2 separate regions of the Rattus norvegicus genome follow, and region 1 is linked to region 2. Evidence: chromatin contacts called from public Hi-C data. All regions are on one chromosome and are shown on one strand. The core of a region is the stretch at or near the end of the contact, and the rest is flanking DNA. Distances in the headings are between cores, read along the strand shown.

Region 1 (6,520 bases), core at 3,895-6,394, 100 kb after region 2:
TTCCACTCATCTCCCCATCTCTTTGTATCCGCCCTCTGGCCTGAGGAAGCACTCTTAGCCACCAGATGTATGTAAAAAACAACCAATAGTAAGCAACAGTGCAGCCATGCTGTAGGAGAGTGAGGCAGGGATGCTCTGCTTTACCGCTGATTTGCTGTGCTTTGGAGGGAACCCGAGATATTTTATTCCGACTATACAGGCAATGGCAGCTTTGTGCAGTTCTTCGATTGGAACAGATTGTGCAGAGAACACAGTTCCAGTGTGGAAGTGTTTCAGTAAACAAGCTTCCATGTGAAGAACAAGATGTGAAAGAGTCTCTGTGTGGGAAACAGCATCCAAGGTGGTCTTCACCTAACACTGAGCGGGAGGAGGCTCAATAGAGGCTCAAGTCTCCTTATAGTTGTAGAATTCCAGATTTGTTCTTCACTGTTTTTATGAGACACACAGCTCCTGTCATTGAGGTAATTTCAGATGATAGAGCAAATTCCATCCAAGCTCCAAACAACCTCTAGATAGAAACAATCAGTCGTCTTTAAGACAGTATCAGTAGCCCCCTCCCCCACTCTCTGCGGGGGTGGGGTGTTCTCTTCTCCTCTTGGGCTCACTCCTTTACCTTCCAGGCCACCTCTGTCTAAGACTACATACCTTCATGTATGTTGACACTTCTCAAGTCAGTTGGTAAGTGTCCATTTATATGTTTTGGGTGCTAGGAATGGAACTTAGGCCACAGTGAAGCATCCATTGTTAGGTACTGAGAGAAACCCAAGTGCATGAGATACAGTAGTGAGTCCTTGTTAGGTCTTGTAAAGTTGTCATCAACAGAGTTAGCAAGAACAAAGCCCTTGCTCCTAGGTCAAAAGATGGTTAGGTCTCTGTGAGCCTGTGCTACCTTTGCTCCATTTGCTCTGTGACCTTCTACAAGTACGTTCCTGATGTGAGGTGCTTTCTATGTAGAGTCTGTCAGAGTACTGGTTCCCTGTCATTGAACCACAGTCCACAGCGCTGTAACTCACTTTCGTGAGGCACTGTACAACCCTCTTGAGCTTAGAGCAATACTGGTCAGCACTTCTGCACTACCTCTGCGGCCTGTTTAAACAGCAAGATCATGGAAACATGGTACTGAGTAGACAACAGGAAGAACTGTACTGAGAGAAGGAAGGTATGGTGTATCTTTGACCTCAGCTGAGAACCAGTGTGGTGGTAGACACTGCTTTGCACAGACATGTCCACACAGACCAGGACAGTATGAAGATGTTGGTTTAGGGTTGCAGGTATATGTTAGTGTCTTGGTCACTTTGCAAGTGTGGAGTTCACAAAGAATGGGGATGAATCCTCCCCACACCACATCCACTGCCCCATAGTTAACAGCAACCTTAAAGCTCCACCAGAACATGTCAGATCTCTGCTGGCTCCCGGGTGTACTTGGGAGGCTTCCTCCATTGTGTGCCAAGATCGTTTGACTCACTTAGGCACACAGCACCAAGAAGGCTCAGAAATGGAAGGCACGAGAGATCAGATTTTGTCAAGAACGTTCACCAGAAGACCTAGAGCAGTACTTCTTAACCTGTGGGCCATGACCCTTTGGGGAGTCAAGGGATCCTTTCTCAGGGATCACACGTCAGCTGTCCTTTGCATCAGGCATTTACATTATGACTCACAACAGTAGGAAACTAAGAATTATAAAGTAGCAATGAGAATAATTTTATGGTTGGGGGTCACTACAACATGAACTGTATTAAAGGGTTGCAGCGTTAGGAAGGTTGAGAACCACTGTATTAGAAAGAGCTCTGGTTTTCCCCTATCATCTGTGGATCTGGTTGCAGCTGAACTTGACACTGTTCCTAGTGACTTCTGCTCTCTTTCACCTTATTAGCATCTTCACAAACTGAGGAGACATTCAAACCACATCTCTGTGTGTTCCCTTGAACCTTTCTAGCTAGCGTAGGCTTGGTGTCAGACGACAGAACTTTGACTGGAAGCAAAGAGATTCCAAACCAACTGCCTAGTAAGCAGCTTTCTTTGTAGACCACTGGGTTCACTGGGATGTTCCGTGCTCCTCTGTCTTCTGTCAGTCTGTGCTGTTGCAGGGCAGATGGAAGCCACCGTCACTGTGTCTCCTTCAGCACTTTGTCCCAAGAGACAGTTGAGTCAGCTCCTCACTCCTCCCCTGTCTCGTGGCCTGCCCTGTCACTCACAGCCTCACATTTTGGTTCATTTGTTGCTTTGAGGCTGGTTGTTCAGTAAAGATTTGATATTTGCTGTCACTGAGCCTGTTCCAGTACATAAGCACAATACTGTGTCATAGTCCAAGGAAGGGGAAAGATAGGCCTGTAAAACAAACAAACAAACAAACAAACAGGCCAGCCACGACACTCGCTTTTGTTTCAGTTCAGTTGTAGAAGGCAGGAATAGATAGATGAACTCCCTGTTTGGGGCACTACAGGAAGGCTTCTCGGAGGAAGTGGCATTTATAAAATCAGATGATTGTATAGTTGACTATGGAGCAAAGGACTTAAAAACAGAAAAAGACTTAGAAAACCCAAGGAAGCAACCTGAAGTTGTTGAGTTCTGAGGCTGGGGAAGTAAATTGGTATCCCCAGCAAGAACCATGCTTCATGTCAAGGAACTTGTGTTTTAAGGCCGGAAGGGGGGATCCTTGCTACCTTTAAGTGGGACTTGGATGTGAACAAGAGTTCCCTTTGGCTCTAGCCTGGTGAGAAGTTGTACATAGAAGCAGAAAAACTAGTTAGAAGGCTTTTAGGCAGTCCAAATGGAAAGAAAGTGCTGAACTAAGATAGTGCTGGTGTGGGAGGGAAGAAGCAGAGAGACGTATGTTAGAGGAGCTTAAGGAATCATATTGAAAAGACCTGAAGTATGTGCACTGTTGGATGGGGAAGTGAGGAACGTGACCAGAGATGCTTAGGCCCTGCCTCTCTGGGTAGGATTGTCCATGAATGCAAAAGGATGACAGACAGTGTTTGAGGGAGAGGGCTGTGTGGTGGCTAACATGGCCACCACTACCTGTTAAAAGGGTTAATGGAAGGACACACTGGAAGTAGCTTGTTCCTTGGTCAGAGAGGGGAGCCGGTATTTTAATACAGAGTAACATGTGGGCTGCACACAGTCCAGCTATTGCATATAGCCTGCCAGCCTTCTGACGGTCCCTGAGCTGTGTTCCTTGTGTGCCTATTCAGCTGTGCCATACACAGTTAGCACAAAGTGAAGTGGACAGCGTTTGGCATAAAATGATTAAGTGAAGGCTAGAAATTAAAAATACAAAGCTAAAATTAAGAATTTTGAAGGGATCGTTGATGTTTTGTTTTGTTATTTTTATACCCAACAAGGAGAGGGAACTGTTTACCGAAAAATAAGCAAATGAGTTTAAAGAAAGCCCAGATGCAACAGCAGGGATAAAGAAAGCAGAGGGTAGGGTAAGGAGGATCCGGTGCAGGTGTGGAGGAGGCGATGCTCTTTGACTGCTGTGAAGGAAGCTAGCACACGAATAGCCATTAGAGAATAGCAGACGAAAAGCAGAAGTTAGTCATAGAGCACAGCGGCTCTACCCTGAGGACCAGGGTTCAGTTTCTCCCACTTGTATTACTTCAGAGTCAGGGGATCTGACGCCCTCTTTAGGCCTGATGCACATGCACACATGTGGGCAACCCCTATGCACATCAGACTCACTAGCACCACTTACAGGTGGAGAGATAAATAGCATTTCTGCTTATTGGAACAGTCGTAGCATGAGACCAACTGTGCCTGCAGTGACTCCATGAAGACAGTGCACATACCCACCGTGGGACACTCCACAGGCTTGTCTTCCACAGTAGCATAGGGGAAACTGGACGCTGTGATGGGGAGACTAGACACACAGGCTCCTGATGCCTCTTGGCTGTCACATACTGAGACGCTGGCTGCAGAAGCAGAGAGTGGAGGAAACAGTGATTACCAGAGGCGGGAAAACAGGACAGTGAATAAGAGGGATGGGTTTGCTGTTACAGAAATGCACTTGAAGCAAGTTAAAAGGCTGAAACCTTAGCCAAGAGTTAAATATAAATGGTTTCACACTTATCTTTGTATATATGTGCACAGGTAAATGTGCATGTAAGCACACCAGGGCACACACTTGGATGTTGGGGGACAATGTGAAGAGCTTTGTTCTCCTTCCAGACTTCCAGTGGAATGAAAGTGTATTTTGTATTTGATGGCATGAAGAAGGCACTTGTGTTTGTATCAGTTTGCTAAAGTGAGTTTGGGGACACTTAAAAAAAATGTTTCAGGAAAGAAATGTCTCAGAAGTTTGGGGAATGTACAGTGCTGTCCCTTTTGGAGCCTAGAGATGAGCCATTAGACCAGGCAAGTCTCTGGGGAGCAGGACAGTTGGGATGTTTCTCTGTAGCCGACCTGCCCAGCTCCCCAGGGACTCTTTTCTGGAGGAGCCCCTGTCAGTCCCCGGTGACAGTTTCCCAGGACTGGGTAGACCACTGCTACAGAGAAGAGAAGATGAGTTAAGATCTTTACCGGGAAACATACGAGCTTTTAAAGGGTGGAGACAGAAATGCTCAGGGTTGTGACTGTCATCCCGAGGGATGAGTGTTCTGTCATAGCCAGATGTTCTGGCCAAAGGATGAGAGCAGTGGACACAGTCTTCATCTGCAGACGAGGAGCTGGCTGGTTCCCAACACAACTGTGTCTGTCCAGCCATCGAACACTTGCATAGAAAATGGGACTTTCTATTTTTAAAAAAAGTTCATTTTTTTCATTTTCTTTTTTTTTCCATTTTTTTTCATGATACTGAACAGAATAGTCATCACCCATCACCCTACTCTACCTACTACTCTACCTTTGTTTTGTTTGGAGCTTTGATACCACAAATGGTATTTGGTTATTTGAGTTTTTCTATGAGTGTGCGCGTGTGCATGCATGCGTGTGCGTGTGTTTGTGTGTGTGTGTGTGTGTTCATATAATTTTTCTTTGTGAGAATGCTTTATGGGGTAGGGATTTCTTGAGAGTTAAATTTTACCCACTCGGGAGTTACTCTTTATTCTGCTTTTGTGTGTAATCCGCTCCGCTTTGCTAGCTTTGAGGAGCTTGACCTCCCAGTCGTTGCTGGCAAGGTGCCTCTCTGGAAAACAGTAACTGTCGTGTCATGACACTAGCCTATGTGGCAATGGCTTTTCTTTAAGCTTGCCTAAGTCATAAAAGCAGCACTCCTTCTAGGGAGTGAACAAAGTTCTAAACAAACCAGTAAGAACCAGTGATCCCAGATTCCTCTTCCTACAATAGTTGATGTCTTTGGAAAGGAAACCAGGTTTTGTGGCACTTACAGCCCCCTTGCTCAGCCAAATACCACAAGGAGTAATAACATGGATATTGGTTTGGAGGTTTTAAAAGCTCAGAATTCTGCTACTTTGGGTGTTGGTTAGTTTTGATGGTGGGGATTGAACCCAGGACATTGGTCTGTACCACCAAACCACACTGTCAGCCTCTGCTAATTACAACTTTTTAAAAGTTGAGTTTAACTTTCGATTATGTGCATGCATGTCTGTTTACAGTTGTGGGTGTGAGTGCAGTTGCCCACTAGGTCCAGAGGAGGATATCAGTGCCAGGAGTTACAAGTATCTGTGAGTTGCCTGACAGGGTTATGGAGAACCCTGTTAGAGAACAGGATGCACTGCTTACCAGAAAGCTCTCTCTCCAGCACCCTGCTAATGATTTGTTTGTGAGACAGTTGGATAAGCACGTGTATATTATGGTCCCTCCTCATAAGGGGTTAGGGTTAGGTTCTCTGTCTTTTTGACCTGAGAGACAACCCAGACAGGAAGGGGCTCTTTGGCTCATGGTCTCAGTAGTTAGTGCCAACCTATTGTGGCAAGGAGGAGAGGGAGCACAGAGGTTCACAGTATGGTAACTAGTAGAGAGAGTGAACAATTCAGGCACAAGAATCTTCCCCGGTGACTAATTTCTTCCAGAGAGGACTTCTCTTCTGTAGTTCCTAGAATCTCCTAAAATACTGCCACCATCAGGGTCCAGGACTTCCACAGGTGAGCCAGTAGAGTGTTTATAGACAATGCATACGTCCTATCTAGAATGAAAGACTCACCTAGAAACAGTGGTATCAACTCTGCTAACTGCCTTGCACATGTTATTTAGTTACCTTGATAGCGATATAAGGGCCTTCTAAATGAGGAAACTGAGGCATACCAGTGATTTGTTTAGAGACCCTAACAGTAGGTGCGTACCAGAGACAAAAATTCACATCTTAGTAACTTACTAAGTCACTGACGGGACAAATCTATGTATGGCTTTGGTCTTTGCTGAGAGTGGCTGTGAAAAACAAGGAAGCATCATGAACACACGAGAGTGTGCAGTGTCTTCTTTGACTGTGTCCTGGATCAGTTCCTGCAGCCAAGCAAGGCCTGAGAATGGCTGCTGTCCAGTGGCTTGTCTTGGTCAGTGCTGCTCACCCCTGCAGTGAGGAAAGGGAAATGTGTCTTCCCATAGCTCATAGCTTAGCTGC
Region 2 (6,891 bases), core at 169-2,668:
AGCAGCTGTCAGGCAGGGACAGCTCAAGGCTCTGCTTTCCCTATTTCTTTCAGCAAAGTAGGTCACATGACCAAGTGTGCACGCAGTGGTGCAGAACTGACTCTACTTCATCGTTTTTTCCTTTGGGAGCTACTTTTGAGATAGAGTCCTGTGTAGCCAAGACAGACCTCCACTTCACCAAAATCCTCTCTCCTCTGCCTTCTCAGTGTTGGAGTTGCAGACATACTCTACCAAGCCTAGCCAGAATGCATTTCTTCTTTTTCTTTCTTAAGATGTGCATGTCTGTGATATGTTTGTTCCTGTGTGTCTGTGTCTGTCTGTCTGTGTGGGGCTAAGTATACCAGTATGCAGGTGATCAGAGAGGCCAGAAAGGGGGCATTAGATGCCTTGTAACTAGAGCCACAAGCATTTGTGAGCCACACAATATGGATACTGGGAGCCAAACTCTAGTTCACTGATGATGAAGCAGTAAGTCCTTTTAACCCCTGGACCATCTCTCCAGCTCCAGACTCCATATATTAAAGAAAAAAAAAAGAAGCAAATTCAAGTGGTGAAGGGGAATGTAATCCAGGACAGGGCAGATCTCTCATTTTACAGTCTACCTAAGGACAAAAGTTTAAACACTGGTGCGAATTCATAAGCAACGTCATAGCTCAGTGGCTGTAAACACCTGACTTAGAATCGCTAACCTAGCCTAAGAGCCTCTGCTTCCTGACTCCTAAAGGAAAGCATCCATGCCAATAACAACTTTATAAACAACCCACAACTGTATTTTGCATACAGATCTCTGATCCAAATGAGTCATCTGAGACACTTCTATACAAATGCTATTTATTTTTAATGGTGATTCCCAACAAAATAAGCCAGCATTCCTCCCTAGCCTCACAAGATTTTTCAGAATTGGGGTAGGGATGAGGAGAAATTTTCAATTTTTAAAACCTTTGCTTAAATACACCATGCAATTTTATAGTTAGAAGATCACACACACACACACACACACACACACACACACACACACCACCACCACCACCACCACCACCACCCCTTCAGTAATGCAAATACAAAAGGCTACACATTTATGTAATGAGATCTTCTCTAGTGTGGTGATGAACACTCGTGGTCCTGGTATTTGGGAGGTAGAGGCAAGGGCTTGTATAGTCCAGAAAAGTTCAAGGTCATCTCATGTTACACGAAGGCCAGCCTACTCACAAGGAACCCTGTTGCTAAATTAATTAAAATAAAATGGAGGCGAACTTTTTGAAAACTGAGAGATACCAGCCAGATGGCACAGGATTCCAGTTTCCAAATATTACCTCAGGAGAAGCCATTTCTCTCCAAACAGTCCCTGTGCATCCTGGGGCAGCCACAGCACAACTCTCACTGCACCAGCCCTGGCTGGCTAGCACTTGGCACCCTGACAAGTATTTTGCATTCAAAATGTCAAGCGCTCACCACTTCTGTTCACAGATGCAGTTCAGGGAGCCTTTCCCCTCATGCCCGGATGCCCAGGCCTTGCATCTGTGCCCTTCTGCTGGCATTCTGACAGCTGAGGGAAAGGGACGCAGGTTCCCAGCTTGGCCACTGATGTCAGTGTCCCAGTTCACTCCAGGGAGCTTTCCTTCCCCTGGCTTTGTTTCAGCCTGCCCATAACTAAATAAATAAGTGGTTATATGTTTCTACTCCTTTGACATCTTTAAAACGCCGTCCCTTCCATACCCCTTCTATTTTCTCAAATAAGAGAAATTTGTCAGAAACGATCACGTTTCCCTTTGCAAAAAAGAAATAATCAAGATTATCCTGGGCTACATAGTGAAATTGAGGCCAGCCTGGGTTACATGAGCCCCTATCCTAATTAAGTCAATCAATCAGCCAATAAATGAATAAATATATATGAATGGATGAATGAATGAATGAATGAATGAATGAATGGATAGATGAATGAGTGTATTTAAGGTTCTGGGGCCTGGAGAGCAGGCTAAGAGTGCTTTTTTGGTCTTGCAGAGAACCAGAATTTCAGTTCCCAGAACCCATGTCAGACAACTCACAACCATTTGATAACCCTCTTTTGGCCTCCACGAACTCATACATACAAAAAGACCCATATGCATAATTGAAAATAAAATACATCATAAAATAAAAAGGTTCTAAAGTTCACTTCTTGCCCATAACCAACTATGGATGGGAAATGGCGACATATATTTTTTACAACCTACTTTTATTAAAGTTCAACCTCCCCTCTAGCCTACCACCCACCAGAAAAGAAAGATTATTAGGATATGGGGAAGTGGACCTGTTTAGACATAGTTCTTTGGGGCAACTCCAATCTTCATTGTTCTCAGTCCAGTCCACTAGGAAACATTGATTATGAACCAGCAGCTGTAGACCAGTCCACTCAGCGGACCCCACACACAAATCAGCAAGGGCAGTTCAGTCCAGAAGGAACCGTAGGCTCACCAACTGACCCAAGTCATTGGAATTGACAAGAAGCTACAGGAACCTCATGAGAAGATTTGTGGCAAGTTCCCCTGTGAAGTCACTACAATCAAAGCACAGCAATACAATGTAAGGTAAACCACTACACGTGTGTCATCAGCAAAGAATAGCGAGACCGAGCAAAGCGAACCAATACTTGCGCTTCCACTGTCTGTGGGGTCATATTTACATTCTTTCTAAACATCACATGTCCTTTCATATGTCTGCCATAGCAAACCATCCTTTCACCTGTGTCTGCTTTAGCAAAACATTGTTTCAGGTGTGTCTGCTTTAGCAAAGCAACCTCTCCCGTGTGTATCGTTTGACGTAACTGGCTTTCTAAAGAAACCAGAAGTTTGTACTTCAGGGAAGACTACATTAAGTGTCTTCCTCACTCGGTTACCCTGCTTATAAAACAGAAAACTTTACTATCGTAAGAGCTCTGTTCTTCTGTTTAGACATAGTCCTTTGGGGCAATTCCAATCTTGGTTGTTCTCAGTCCAGTCCAGTAGCAAACACCACACACGAATCAGCAGCTGCAGACCTGTTCACTCATAAGAACTCTGTTCTTGTTTGGAAGAACGAAGTACAGTAGTAATCGATGCAAAATGTCTGGGAAGTGAGGACAGCACAGAAAGCCATCAGTACAGCTTTACAGCAGTAAATCACCTAGTGCTTTTATTGTGCTCACAGAACTGCTACATAGCAAACAGAAGCCGGGGGCCACATCCCAGGACGCAAAACCATGCTTTCTGTCTCCATTTCTCACCAAAGAGAGGGCTTGTCTGCTCTCCTGAGAGAAAAAGACGTTGTCTCAAGAGTTGTGGTCCAGAGTTCCCACGTTAGACGCATCTTACAAGGACATTCTTGTCTTACAGCTTTCTAAAACTTCGCAGAAGAACTTCCAGGCCCTGAGCACTTGTAGTTAGCGTCAAACATCATCTTTTACTGTAAACTGTGTTTGTCTTCTCGATACTATTAGCCTTTACTCCAATCCAAGTAAATCATATTAGGTAAAAATTACAGGAGGCCATTTTGTTAAACTGGGCTCATGTACTAGACTCCAAGAAAGCTGGCTCACACCTATAATCCCAACACTTGGGAGGCTGAGGCAGGAGAATTGCTGTGAGTATGAGGCCAGCTTTGGTTCCTGACCAACCTGGGCTAGAATGAGACCCTAACTCATAAGGAAGGAGCTTGCTGTGTAGGCATGGCAGTCTGCATTCAACCCCTGCATCCCTCCCCCACAGCCATAATGATGATGATTACAATAAAATATATAAAATTAATCAAATTATTCATACTGAGTCTTCGTGTTCCAGACTACCCAGCCAAAGCCAAGTTTCTTCTCTGAGAGATCAGTAACATTTCCTAAATGGACCAATTTTAACTAGTATGATACTAGCATACCTACCTTTCAATATTACATAGAAATGGTGTGAAGTCATCTGACATGAGCCAATCGGGCTGTTTCCTAATATTCCATCACTGTGTGATCAATGTCACTTAGAAATGTTCCATCCATCCTTTGGTTGTTTCCCATTCCTTTATTCTTATCTGTCCATAGCCAGCGTCTTCCATTTGGCACTTTAAAACCACTCTTCTTGTCCGGTGAGATGCTCATAAAGTACAAGGGCCTGATGACCTGAATTCCGCCTCCAGATCAAAAAGGGACAGAACCAACTGCACAGGGCTGGCTGTCCTCTGACTTCCACAGGCATGTGGCACACATGTCCACACTCAAACATATTGCACACACATGATCATAATAAATAAATATTTTAAAAAATAACATAATCAATTAAGACTTCTTAAATACAAAGACATTTTGTACTCTGGTCCTCGGTTCTATTGTAGGCAGCTATTCTGATAATCATAGTTGGGTCTTACTGCCCCAGGTTTCAAACCATTCTCTCACCAATTATTCGTCAAATTTTTCTCAACGTTTAGCAACTTTTAAGAATACAAGTTGTATTTCCTCTTTCTGTGGATCAGTACCTCAGTGACATATTAGTATCTTGGGGGAAGCTTCTGAGATTACTATGGGAGAAAACACAACCACACAGTGACCCAGTCATCAGGCTGCCAACCATTGAAATGAGGTGGGATTGATTGGACCTCCAAAAGTGTTTACACAGTGCAAAAATAAAAGCATGCAAGATGAAAATAAATAAACTCCAAATACAACATTGACTGCACTGCGGGGGGAAAGATGAAATGAAAAGAGAAGAGTGGGCTGGCAAAATGCTCAGCCAATAAAGACTCTTGGCACAAGTCTGGGACCAGTACTGACGACCTGAGTTCAATCCCCATGGCCCCTACTGCGAAATGACTCAAGCCCACACACAGGCTATCTTCTGCCTCAAGATATGCACCATGGCATGAGTGCCTACCTACAAACCCACAAGGTAGACAAACAAATGCAATTTTAAAAATGTGTCATTGAAAAGGGAGAGTTATGATCTCCAAAAACCACACTCAACGACAGCTGTGAAAGACAAAAGACATGAAGAGAAAATCTGCCCAGAAATCCTTCACTTCGTGGCATATCACCAATGTGTGCAACAAGCCTTCCGCTATCATTAAATTAAACACAAACTGCTTTTGTTGCTAATTAATACATGCCAGAGCCAAAGGTGGTGGCCTTTTTCTAAATAATGTCTTGCAGATGCTACTAAAATATTCCAACCAGAAAAGATGAGCGACAGTCTCCAATAACTACCTATAGAATACAGGCCACACTCTGTAGGAGGTATATGGACAGGTCATTTGAATTTCAGCTGCCCTCACAAGGTTCCTTCACCATACACAGCCAATGAATCTATAATGAGGAGCCGGAAAGACCAATCGTTCCCAGAATATTCTGTTACATTTGTCTTCACTTCTCACATAAAAGCATGCCCTGATGTTTGTTTTTTTTTGTTTTTTTTTTTTTTGTTCTTTTTTCCGGAGCTGGGGACCGAACCCAGGACCTTGCGCTTCCTAGGTAAGCGCTCTACCACTGAGCTAAATCCCCAGCCCCGCCCTGATGTTTTTAATGTAGCATGAGAAACCTTTGACTTTGCTCACATCAAATTGTCGGAATACTATAAAACTCTGAGCCTGGGGATTAGGAGAGCTGGCTATTCCCATTCTCTGGAACCTATCTCTTGGAACCTAAGCATGTACTGTGAGAAACTAAAACCACACAGAGGAAATATGTGGGACAAAGACTTGAGAGTGGGCCATCCCTTCTATGTTCCCTGTCAACAGCTAATACAAACTGCCTGCCATGCTAAATGACTCCCTCAACTTATCCCCCAATCAAATCCCTCCATCACAGGAAGCAAAAATTGCCTAGTTAACCCAAAGAACTGGTATTTTTATCAGTGAAATTGGCAAGTGATTTAATTGGCAATAAATAACCAAAACACACTATCTTAAGATTAAAGGATTCATTCTCTAGTGACTATCAATCTTCACAGACAATATAGACACCCATCCAAGGAACCTGTCTAAGAACTCAAAATACCATACAAAATAATCTTGTATCTTGAATATCTTGTATCTGTGTCATTTATTCTCCCTAAAGTCCCGCCAACTTTTTTCCATACTGACCTTCGTTTCTGTTTCCAACAGGACTGATAGTTTCTGAGCTCTGCTGAACCATAAGCCTTACCTTAAGTGTGGCAAAAGAGTCCACAACGTCACATCAGGACAGAAAAACACTAGCTTACTAGTTGAGTTCACTGGAAGACAGCATCGGGGACAGGCATGGTGGAATAACCTATCTGGAGATGCTGAACCATGTGACTTAATGTGGCATCTGCCCTCCTTTTGGTCCTCACCATACAAAGGACTGAATCGTCTCAGTTTTGACTGGCCGATACTTGATTCTGGACAGGAACTGTGTTTGTATGACAGCAACGCTAAGGTCTGGCTTATTTTGATTGGTTGTTTTGTGTGGTAAGGCAGTAAACAATCAAAAAAATCATTTTAACTCTTGTCCTGGCATGAAAAATAGTTGAACAGATTCTGGAAGAGCAACAGGCTGAGTCGTCTGCCACTGGGATAATCCCCAGTACAGGCTTGCACAGCCACACCTCTTCCAACCTCCTTCTTGGGCTTGCTGGATTCTCCACATTAACTATAATAGTTTACCACTTGTTAAACTATTATAGCATCTCCATGAGCCAGGTCCTGGTTGGTTCTGTCCTCCATGTTGGAAAGTTAGGGCCAAGAGGTTAACAGCTTAGTCAGTGATTCTGTAGCTGACAGGGAACAGAGGTGTAAACACGGGACAACCCAATCCAACCTCGTGTTCATACTCTTTCCCGCTCCTCTCTGTGCTATCCTTGACCTCACAGAGAGATGCTCTCATCACTTCTATTTAGAGAAAAGAAGCCTGTGGTTTATAGACCTTGGCCAAAGCTTATACAA

Evidence for each region. A called contact is a pair of places that touch in the nucleus more often than the background predicts.
Region 1: a contact with region 2 is called in a Hi-C map of kidney, with 2.9 times the contacts expected there. The contact joins two enhancer-like sites. A contact is called at or near these places in 11 of 12 Hi-C or Micro-C datasets (the A7r5 cell line, the Rat2 cell line, Schwann cells and 7 more) and 1 of 1 datasets of contacts at active chromatin or transcription factors (oligodendrocytes).

Annotation. Positions count from the first base shown.
Region 1 is chr10:30,815,762-30,822,281 of GRCr8, forward strand. All of the region lies in intron 1 of Clint1 (clathrin interactor 1), which reads left to right. Among named protein-coding and RNA genes, the nearest start is that of Clint1, 19 kb to the left of the region's middle. Within about 2 kb of position 5,145, at least 7 of the 93 cell types and tissues checked have an H3K27ac peak or open chromatin away from gene starts, as enhancers often do. A contact at or near this core is called in kidney, where this site is marked.
Region 2 is chr10:30,719,878-30,726,768 of GRCr8, forward strand. It overlaps LOC120095082 (a long non-coding RNA gene), which reads right to left. Exons shown (of 3, transcript XR_005490169.2): 1 at 3,887-6,891; 2 at 2,902-3,084. Among named protein-coding and RNA genes, the nearest start is that of Clint1, 77 kb to the right of the region's middle. Within about 2 kb of position 1,419, at least 5 of the 93 cell types and tissues checked have an H3K27ac peak or open chromatin away from gene starts, as enhancers often do. A contact at or near this core is called in kidney, where this site is marked.